Regions from separate parts of the Mus musculus genome. Here regions 1 and 3 are each linked to region 2. Evidence: chromatin contacts called from public capture Hi-C and promoter capture Hi-C data. All regions are on one chromosome and are shown on one strand. The core of a region is the stretch at or near the end of the contact, and the rest is flanking DNA. Distances in the headings are between cores, read along the strand shown. Region 1 holds the start of Ube3c (ubiquitin protein ligase E3C). Region 2 holds the start of Garem2 (GRB2 associated regulator of MAPK1 subtype 2). Region 3 holds the start of Slc35f6 (solute carrier family 35, member F6).

Region 1 (3,453 bases), core at 446-2,945, 540 kb before region 2:
GAACTCACACTCTTGAATACACTTGGTAGTGGAGAACAGACTCTTATAAATTATCCTCTGACATTCAAATATGTGTACATACACACACACACACACACACACACACACACACAGAGCCAGTGAGAGAGAGAGAGAGAGAGAGACAGAGAGAGAGAGAGAGAGAGAGAGAGAGAGAGAGAGAACTGGTAAAATGATAGAACAGATGAAAAGTACCAGTTGCTTGCTACCAAGTCTTATGACCTGAGTTTGATTCCTGGTACCCATATAGTGGAAAGAGAGACAAGTTGTACTCTGACCTCCACATGCACATCATGGCATGCACCCTACCCCATAAACACTAAGTAAACTAAAATGTACATTTTTTTAATTAAAAAGAGGACTGGCTTGTATGGTGGTACAGATCTTTAATCCTAACACTAACAGGCAGTGGATAGAGGATCACTGTGAGGTCCAGGCCAGCTAGGGCTATACAGTGAGACCTTATTTCAAAAACAAAAAATTAAACTGTGCTGGAGACATGGCTCATAAGTTAAGAGCACTTGTTGCAGAAGAACTGGTTTCAGTTCCAGATCCTACATGGCAATTCCAGTTCCAAGAGATCCAATGCACTGTCTTGTACCAAGCACACACACATAATTCACAGACACGTAATATACATGCAGGTCAAATATTCATACATATAAATAAATCTTTTGAAGAAGAAACAAAAACAAAGCAAAACAAGATGTCTTCTATCATGTGCACATGGTAATGCATGTGTATGTGATATATTTATGTATCTGTATATATACTTGTGTATACACAATATACATAACATATATGTATGTACACAGAGCATATACTATATAATACTGTGCATGTACATGACATATATGCATAATATATATTTTTTTTATGCATGCCATGGCATGTATTTGTGTTAAACTCTATGTATATGCATACTGTTTTATGCATATGTATATGTGTATATATGCATGCATACATGATATATATTTATGTTGGTTTGTATGACATATGTGTATGTATATATGTTGTATATGACATCGATTCATTTACATTACTTTGTGTATATTTATGTTTGTGCTTATGTATATGTAATAGCACGTTTTTATACATGTACATACATATATTAAACATGCATAAGTGTATAGATATATGATAGGGTATATTTGTGCATTATGTATTTATGATGCATTTATACATTTGGCATGCATTTATATATATATATATGAATATGTGAATATATATATGAATATAACTTTCATTTGTTGGTGTGCATTTGTGTATTTGTATGGTGTGTGTTCACGAATACCTTTGTTCGTATAACATATATTATTCGTCTCTGTCTGTCATGGTGTAGAGTCTCTGCATTAGTAACCTGTTCCCCCACATCTAGCTGGAGGGTGAAAGCGGCCTCTTATGCAGGGCTTCCGGTCTCCAGCAGTGCGCGCGACCCGGTCGGCGTCAATGGGCGGCGGGCGGCGGAAATCGTCTGGTGGCATGACGCACGCGCGGAAGGATGTTGCACCCGCGGAGCCGCGCACGCAGGCAAGTCCAAGGGCTGCCGGGAGGAGCACCGTATTATCGATGGCGGCCCTGGCGTCGGTGCCCGCGCTCGCGGGGGCTGCCGGGAGGAGCGCCGCGCCGTCGATGACCGCGCACGTTCACGGGACCGCGCGCGCAGTGCGGGCGGTCACCATCTTGGTACCTACGGCAGCGCGGTGCAGGCGCGAGTCGGGGCGTCCCTCGCTTGACGGTGGCGCGCTGTGGATAAATAAGCAGCGGGGACAGGCCGGCCTCCAGCGTCGCCGCGCTCGCGCCCGCGTGCAGGGCGGAGAGCGCTGAGCCTCGGGGGGGGCGGCGCGGGACAGCGAGGCCGCGACCCTGCCGGGCCCCGCCCAGCCCGCCGGGCCCGCCCCCGGCCGCTCCGCTGCCTGCCGGGCCGCGCAGATGGGATAAGCGGCGAAGATGTTCAGCTTCGAAGGCGACTTCAAGACAAGGCCCAAAGTGTCTCTCGGTGGCGCGAGCAGGAAGGTGAGGCGGTGCGGCCCGAGGTGTTAACCGAACCCGGGTCTGACAGCACCCAGGCGGCGCTGCTCCGCTGTAAGGTGTGGAGCGAGCTCCAGCCGGGTGCGGCTGCGGTGCAGTCCTGACAGGTTTGTGAGGAGGCTCCAGAGGAGCGCTGTCGAGCCGCGGACTGAGCGGCTGGGTCATTCATTGCGACCTCGCGGCCGCCTGCCCAAGGGCCGCAGTTTTGACCTGGAAGCACGTGCACTGGCAGTCTGGCTGGGGGCGTTACACAGTTAGCTGTCCAGCAGGGCGAGGCAGGTGCCCCCGCCCCCATTCCGCCCTTTAAGAACTCTTTACAAGCTATAAACTTGACATACCCGCTCCTCACAAAGCTTGGAGTGAGTGCCTTGCCCTCAAGAACAGCTTAGGGAAGAGTCCCTCGTGCCTGTGAAGTGGGAGGGGGCAGGTAGGACAAGGTCTTTGTAATCTGCATCGCGCTTTAGCTTGCCCCACTCGGAGCAATACAGAGTTTTGCCTGCCTGAGGCCTGAGGCCCCGGTCGCTTTTGGACCTTTGCTTGGTGATGGTTTTGACACTGGTCGGCTTTTTGGGGCTGTCTGAAGGATGAAGGCAATCGGCCGTGATGCTCTAGGCCGAGCCCGGAATCCAGACAGGATCCCTAGAGTTGTTAAAAGGATTTTTTTTTCCCATTAGGCGAAATTTTAAAGCTTTATTTTAAAAATTTATACATATGAGTGTTTGCCTGCATGTATGTAATGTGCACCACAGGCTTGCTTAGTTCCCGCAGAGGTCAGAAGAGGGCTTCCGATCTCCTGGAACTGGAGTTAAGGACACTTGTGAGTTGACATGTGGGTAGTAGGAAGAAAACCCAGACCCTCAGTAAAAGCAATAAGTGACCTTAACTGCTTAGCCATCTCCCTAGCCCTTTAATGTAAAATTTTTTGTCTTTTTTTTTCCCCCAAATTATTGTACGTTTGAGAGCAGTGTTGCTGAGCCTTTGCTCCAGCTTCATTTTATAAAGGATTTTTATCTGGACACACATTTGTAAATGGTCACTCCTGAAAACGAATGTCCCATCCTACCCATAATTGTTCTTCACCAAGCAAACTGCTTTTCTGACCAGTTTCTACAGGTCACTTTTAACGTTGAGCTTCGTGCAAACGAGGTCAGATGAAGCTTGGTCAGCCTCTGTGCCTTGCTTCTTGAGCTAGGTGCTTTCTTTGATAGATTCTTCCATCCCACTGTGTCCCTGTTAGTTCAGGACCTGAAAAAACCATAATTAACCCATCCTGGTTTTCATGGGTGCTTTGGTGGATGTTGCTTACACTGTGTTCTGCTGGTGCACACTGCCCGTTACTTCCCGAGTTGATGTGCCCACTACCCTACAGCCAGCAGTCTGAGGGCACCACTGACTCAGATCCTG
Region 2 (3,738 bases), core at 42-2,541:
CTTAAGAAGCTTGCCTGCAGGATAAAATGTTTCAACTTCAGAGGAAACTATTACACAACATGTGGTCACACTATTCAAGAGAGACCCTCTTCCCTACCAGGTGGGAAAGTGAACTTTCATTCACTCATCTCTTTCACGGCTCCATCCTTCATCTGCCCCCACGCCCATTAAATACTGCTTGGGGTACTGAGGCAGAAGGAAGGGAAATTCAATGATGTGGCTATGCTAGAAAGAAGTTCAAGGTCAGCCCGGGCAGCTTCTTGAGCCTTGTCTGAAAACCGAAAACAAGAGAAGGGCTGGAGGAGCACACGTGGCAGGCCCTGAGTATGGAAAAAGAAAAGGGAAAAAACGCTCTTGGCGCCATGGCTCAAGGCTGTAATGCCTGGCCTGTAGTACTCCAGGAGGTTAAGGCAGGAGGGTGGGAAGACCAACCTAGACTACATACAAAAAGACGGGTTCAGGCGCATCAGATGAAAGGGTTTGTGTGTACACGTGTTGAAGTCTCCTGAGGGCATGGAGGCCAAGACTGAATAGAGTCCATACTTTTAAGGACCAGACTAGGGACCAAGGTCCTTCTTGAAGAGCACTCAGCCACGACCGGCCTGCACCTGCAGAGGGCGCCGCAGACACACTGAAGCGAAGTGAGCCTCCAGATGGGTGCGAGAGCAAGGCCAGCAAAGTTTCTGGGAAAGGCTTCTCCTCTAAGAACTCGAGAGCTTCAGACAGGAGGGGATATGAAAGTTGGTAGAAAGAACAGAAAAGAAAGAGACGGTTTAAAAAAAAAAAAAAAAAAAAAAAAAAGAGTGCTGCCACTGACCCCAATCGTTCAGGTTTGAATCTGTTTTCCCATCTACAGAGCAGATTGGGGGGAGGGGGAGGGCGTGGGGGGGGTGGAGCGGGGTTTCGGAAAGTGCTCTTACAGGATTCCAACACTACTTAGATTCAAACTCCAAGTGCCGCCTGCCCTCTTTGCTCCTCCCCAGTCTGAGCATCCCCGCCGCTGAGCTTGGAGTAGCGGATGTGAGCAACGCAGCAATCCTGAGTCCGGACTCCGCGAGGCCTTGGCACGAGGGGAAAACCTCGGACACCCACCCGGCCAGAGTCCCATCGGACCTGTTCTCTTTTCCCTAACCATCTCCACCCCGAGCACCCTGTCACCTGGGCGCTCCGGGGGTGCGGGCCCGGCGGGCGGGGCGCGGGGCGGGGATGGGGGTGGGGGCTGATGCCCCGTGGAAGGAGGCTGGCCACGTGACTCCCGAGGCTCAGCTGGGCTGCCAGGCGGGGAGCGCCGCTTCGGCCCAGGAGGAGGTGGTGGGCGCGCAGCCCGAGCTGCGCGGGACTGGCCGTCGGGGTCCCGGGACGGCGAACCCCGGGGAGCGCCCATGCCATGGAGAAGCTGGCGGCCGGGCTGGCCGGGCTGCGCTGGAGCATGGGCGCTTTCCCGCTGGACCTCATCGTCAGCCGCTGCCGCCTGCCCACGCTCGCCTGCCTCGGACCAGGTACCCGGTGTCTAGAGGGGAGACGGAGGCGGAGGATGCGAAAAGTCGGGGCTTCGCTCTGTTGGAGCTGGCAGGACTTACAGGCGCATTCAGTCACTACCCTCCCTGTCCCCGTTGATGGGGGGCTTTGCTTGTCTTCTGGGGCTGCTCCTGGCACAACCGGAGCCCCCAAGTCTGGGAGCCGCTTCTGGGCCCCTCCGACCCCCCACAGGGTTAGTAACTGGCCGCAGGGTTGCAACAAAGTTTTCAGTCCCCCTGGAGCCAGTAGCGATGCTGAGTCTGTGGGCCGCTCTGTCGGTGCACCCCGCTTTCCCGGCGCCTATCGGCCCCTGCCCAGGCCGCACCCCCTTGATCCCTTTGTCTTCCAGCCTCTCACCTTCATCGTACCGCATCTCTTGGACCACGATAGGTCTTTCCCTACCATCCCCGCTAGTCCCTTTTTGGGACCTTTCCTGAACCGTCCTTTGACATCCTGAGGTCTTTTGGCAACGGGCAGACTATCCTCCGGAGAGGCCTGAGTGAGCGGGCCGGCCACCAGGCACCCCCCTCCCACACACACACACCCTTCCCTATCTCAGCAGAGGACCCCCGGCCCTCCCCCACCTCTCGTCCTATTTCGCCAGCAGGTGCGGGTGTTCCGATGATGGGACCGAATATAGGAGAGCCTGAAGGCTGCACAGAGCAAGAGGACTGTAGTGTTGGGGGAAAGGGGAGCTGTTTGGTTGGGGGAGGGGCGGGAGCCGGGGCTGGCAGCCAGGCTGGGGGTTTTGTGTGTGAGAAGAATAGGGGTTTGGCCCGCGTTGGCACACTCGCTTCCCTGAATGCTAATGGGACTCCTGTGCTGTTCTTGGACTGGCAGCCCCTCCTCAGACCCGCAACAGCAAGAACTGGGCACAGTGAGCACCAGGCGGGCCGAAGCAGGCTCAGTGGGACTTCAGTGTGTCCCGGTCCTTTAGGTGGAATACCTGGCAGTCTAACTCTGGTGGGACCTCACTCACTGCTCAGCGTGAGATCCCAGGACTGCGCTTGCAGCTGGACTGTGTCTGCTTGTGAATAGGAAATTCTGCCCTAGGTTCTTCCTGCTCACTTCCCACGCATCTCTTTGACACCCTTTTCTTTGAGTTCTTTTCTGAGCGCTTCTTTATGGCTAGGACTTCTCTGTGCTTCCCTGACACCTGTGCGCCCCATTCCACAGGGCTGCTGGCTTTTGGGGAGGGCCAAGGAGTATGGACATTCATTCATTAAGTGAATGAATGAATGAGCAATAGTGTGGGATGGCCTAGCTGTCTGTGACAGTGTGGTTATTACTGTCGTAACCATTAGAATAAAAATGTATGCTTGAAATTGTGTGTCCTTGGAAGTCCTCTCGTTGGTATGCATTCAGGAGGGGTCCCCTGGTAGGATCTTGAGACTGAGTTGTGCTGTTTGGATGACAAGCATTTGTCTTGTTGGGTGCAGCTGAACTATTGCTGAGGGTGACCCCTGGCTATTGGTGTGTATACCTGTGTGGCTTTGGCCTGTGTCTCTGTGGAGGAGTGGGGGGTGGGGCTTGTTAGATTAGCTCCAAGGAGAGCTTGTAGAGCTGGAGGAGAAACAACAAACCTCCCCTGTGCATATTTGCACTTTAGTGCACATACATCCTCACACCCAGAATGGGAGATCTTCCCCTGAAAGCCCTGCATACCCCACCCATTGTTCACCCCACATAGACATGCTTTATGAAGTCCCCCGCTGTTAGAGTAAACCATTTCCCATTCATTGGGCTGGTAGAAAAATTGTAAGATGTGTGTGTGTGTGTGTGTGTGTGTGTATGCCCACACGCGCGTGTGCACGTGAGGGGGCTGGGAAGGAGACATCCCCACCCCCACTGTGCCCACCAGCTGCATCCAGGATACGCCCCATCAGTCTCCTGGAAGCTGGGCTGCCCCCTCCTGCTCCCCTGGAAACCGTTGCTGGGGATGGAGCCTCTTGAGCCCAGACCCCTCCCAACCCCTGCACCTCTGCCCCTGGGCTGTTTCCCTCAGACTAGACTCCTTCCCCCTCCCCCACTCTGCTTTCCTAAATCCAGTGCCTGTGCTACCCCAACTTTAAGAAATAGCTTCTCTGGGGTGGGGTTTCCTCCCCTATCCTTTGAGGTCCTGTGAATGTAAGACTCTGTGGCAGTGGGCAGAGAGGAAACGTGTTTCTCTGAGAGATTCAGGAGTAAACCATGCCATTCGGAGCTAACAGTGACTGTGAG
Region 3 (3,259 bases), core at 241-2,740, 540 kb after region 2:
GAGCACACTCTCGTGAAGAAAAATTCTGGAATGTTCTGTAGGTCCAAGAGCTATCCAACACATAACCCTTCTTACATGAAAGATGTTTCCCTGTCTGTACGATAGCCTCCTATATTTTTGTTCAAGACCCTACTTATAATACATTCTCTACCTCATCTCCCAAAACAGATGTTACAGTCCCTTGAGTGTATACTATACATGTTTACAAGTTCAAGGCAACCAGGAAGAAGTGGTCAAAACACCCTTTTTTTCATACCTGCAGTAATAGGATCTTCAGAAACAGAGGGACTATGTATGGTGGGTCAAATGGCCATCAAGCGTGTTTGGGGGTTTTTGTTTTTACCTGTGGTAGGGCATGAGCTGCCAATCACATGGAACAGGAAGGTAGGCAGCTGGCAGCTGAGAACCCACTCCCCTAGGTTGTTCCCTGACCTCCACATGTACCACATATGCCTTGAAAGTGCCCTCCAATAACACACAAATAAATAAATTTATTTTTTAACAAACTGACAGCCAGTCATGAACTGGAGTCCATCTTGGAGTACACAGTGAGCTGGAAGACAGTCTGGCTTATATAACAAGATCCTGTCTCAAAAACTAATTAATTAAATGCTAGAAGTCCTCTACACACAAACCGAGGTCTGGTCTTTCTGTAGGGATGCTTCTAAACAATATTTATAGGGGTCCTCAGGGGTACGTGGGGAAGCTTAATGCAGGAACTATACAAAAGCCATGGTGTTTTATCTTCAAGTCCACACCCCCAACACACACATATATATAATACACTCATACACACACACACACACACACACACACACACACCACTGCTACTCATAAGCATAACCTTAATCCTTGGCTTCTGTGGTTTCATTTTTCATTTTATTTTAATTATTTGTTTACTTAGTTACTCAGTCTGGCCTCAGACTCCTTATATAGTGGAAACTGGCCTTCATTTTTCAAGTGCTAGGAATGCACACCCAGTTTGTGTTTTAGCTGTTAAACACCCTACTGGAAGCTACAACTCAACTCAAATGCTCCCTTTACTGAAAGATGTGAGCAATTCAACGGGCTGGGATCCCTAGGGACATTTCTCTCAGGACTCCAGTTCTCTGGAGATCCTGGAGAAAAGAGATTCCCACGCTGTAACTATTACCAACTGCCAGTCTCAACCTCTCAAAATTGTTTATAAAATGCTCTAAGATTGCCTAAGCATCTCTACATGACCCCGAGCGCCCATTTTACAAACCGGGAGGCCAAGAGGCTGGGAGCGTACGCTGCAGAAGTACAGGGCTCGCTCAGCATGCATGAGACACTAGCACTACAAAAAGAAAAGGAAGCCGAGCAATGGAAAAGAAAAGAAAATCTGGTAGCCTTGGCCCGGGACCCTGCACTCTGCTTCTCCAGCTCTCCTACCAAAGACCGGTGGCAGCTCCGGGGCGGGGCTAGCGGGCGTGGGGCGTGGGCCAGTGGGGTCATGTGACTCCCGGCCCGGAAGTTCTTGAGTAGGAGACTCCACATCCCGGGTGACCCGGGTTGGAGCTGCTGATTCAAGTGGTCTCTCGTGTCCACCACTATGGCCTGGACTAAGTACCAGTTGTTCCTGGCCGGGCTTATGCTGGTCACCGGCTCCATCAACACGCTTTCGGCAAAGTGAGTCTGGGTCAGACCGGGAGGGACCTGCTGGGCCGGTGGGTGCTGACACCCGGCGCCCTGTCCCCCACCCGTCCGCTACTCTCCAACCCCACCAGCCCTCCACATTACCGAGAGTTCAGTCGCGCTGGTGTGGACGAAGGGGTGAGAGGCCGGGAGAAAGCGGGCATTTGAAGGCCACTTTGATTCGCGGTCACTTCTATCTCTGAGCCTCAGTTCCTCATCTTTGAACCGAAGGGTTGGATCAGTTTCTCCCGGCGGCGCTCTGGCGCTGCGGTCAGAGACTGAGAGACTTCCAGCAGGAGGCTGGGGGCCTGCCTGGGAAGCACCGGTGCTCTTGGAGAGGCCGAGCTGAAGGGATGGGCAAGCCAGGAGGAGGTGGCCATAGGGTCATTCATGGGGAAAGAAAGGGAATAGACAACATCTTGATGCTTAGTTGGGGCTCTTATGTGGGTGGCAGAGGTTTGGAGGCAGGAAAGAGAAAGGCCAGCTCCAAGTTGCTTGTTCACAGCATCAAATGCCCAGCTGGACTTTTTCCCTCCATAATCAGAGGGCACACCACGTCGTTGAACGTGGGAGAACTGAAAAAAGAATCAGTGTGATAAACGCAGAGGTTTATGTGAGGCTGGGAACCACTCTGGCTCTGCTTACAGTGAGAACACCTAGCAGGTGCCATCAAGAGAGGCAGGTGATACAAACCAAAATGAAGCCACAAGGCTGACTGACCCAGAGGATCAAAAGAAAGTGTCTATCTGGAGAAAAGGCTCCTTAACCGAAACCAGAATGGTAGCTGGGTACTTGCACTCTGGTGTGTGGGAGTAAAGGTCTTCAGCTGGTTGGGAGCTAAGGCCCAGGCATCACAAAGCTGAGAAAGTTAATGTGGTCTCCTCCATTGTTGGCAGAAAGGCCTAGCTTTAACTTGACAGTTGTTTGTCAGTTTATCTGCCTCTGCCTCTGCCTCTGCCTCAGGGCAAGGCCTTTCTTTATCTATTTGCATCCAAAATCCTCAGTGTGCATCATCTGTCCTTTGTCCAGTGTGCGTGTGGGCAGCAGCGAACAATGCCCCTCTCCAAGTCTAGCCTCAGTTTCTTACTGGGCCTGGCTAGGAAAGAAAGTTGGTGTGGCGGCTCCCAGTGAAAGGCCTCCAGGCTTGTGCTCTGGCTTTCCTGGGCCTCTGTGCATTGAGAAGCTGGCTGTGAGCCTCGTGTAGCCATTTCATATTTACTTCTCAGGATTCTTGGATCTAACAACAAAGTCTGTCAACGCTGTGAAGTGCCCAGAAAAGACATGGGCACTCATCAGGGTGACTGTAAGGTACCTGCAGTGTGAGAGAGAAGAAGTGGCCGAGAGAAAGTCCCTGTGGAAGAGACACATGTGTGCACATGTGCCCCCTCCCTTCCCCTAAAGGAGGACACAATCTATGCAACCCAGAATAGGACCTATGCAGTTCTTGGGCTTTTCTCTGGGTGTCTTTCAATGAGATTCTCACACTAAACAAGGACTGCTCCTAATGTTGAGAGTGGCTAATGTCTGTCCAGGCTGCTGTCCCCAGGAAGAATCCAAATGGTCATTTACTGCTTAGATAAACCATGCTGACTCAGCCCTTCCT

What was found. Promoter capture Hi-C pulls out the DNA fragments that hold promoters and counts their contacts. Capture Hi-C pulls out chosen DNA fragments and counts their contacts.
Region 1: a promoter capture Hi-C map of pre-B cells shows a contact between it and region 2, with 6 times the contacts expected there. The contact joins the promoter of Ube3c here to the promoter of Garem2 in region 2. A contact is called at or near these places in 8 of 39 promoter capture datasets (the 3T3-L1 cell line, the HPC-7 cell line, the SN4741 cell line and 4 more), 5 of 484 Hi-C or Micro-C datasets (the G1E-ER4 cell line and embryonic stem cells), 3 of 115 datasets of contacts at active chromatin or transcription factors (astrocytes, embryonic stem cells and stem cell-derived neural progenitor cells) and 1 of 9 other capture datasets (embryonic stem cells).
Region 3: a contact with region 2 is called in a capture Hi-C map of embryonic stem cells, with 2.1 times the contacts expected there. The contact joins the promoter of Slc35f6 here to the promoter of Garem2 in region 2. A contact is called at or near these places in 1 of 39 promoter capture datasets (embryonic stem cells) and 1 of 9 other capture datasets (embryonic stem cells).

What each region holds. Positions count from the first base shown.
Region 1 is chr5:29,567,547-29,570,999 of GRCm38.p6, forward strand. It overlaps Ube3c (ubiquitin protein ligase E3C), which reads left to right and starts at 1,696. Exons shown (of 23, transcript NM_133907.3): 1 at 1,696-2,034. The coding sequence starts at 1,969.
Region 2 is chr5:30,103,905-30,107,642 of GRCm38.p6, forward strand. Garem2 (GRB2 associated regulator of MAPK1 subtype 2) reads left to right here and starts at 1,292. Exons shown (of 6, transcript NM_001167879.1): 1 at 1,292-1,499. The coding sequence starts at 1,388. 3110082J24Rik (RIKEN cDNA 3110082J24 gene) reads right to left here and starts at 2,182. Exons shown (of 3, transcript NM_001256263.1): 1 at 2,103-2,182; 2 at 1,159-1,510; 3 at 1-14. The coding sequence starts at 1,455.
Region 3 is chr5:30,646,449-30,649,707 of GRCm38.p6, forward strand. It overlaps Slc35f6 (solute carrier family 35, member F6), which reads left to right and starts at 1,491. Exons shown (of 6, transcript NM_175675.3): 1 at 1,491-1,650. The coding sequence starts at 1,574. Mir5625 (microRNA 5625) reads left to right here and starts at 1,488; the gene lies at 1,488-1,567.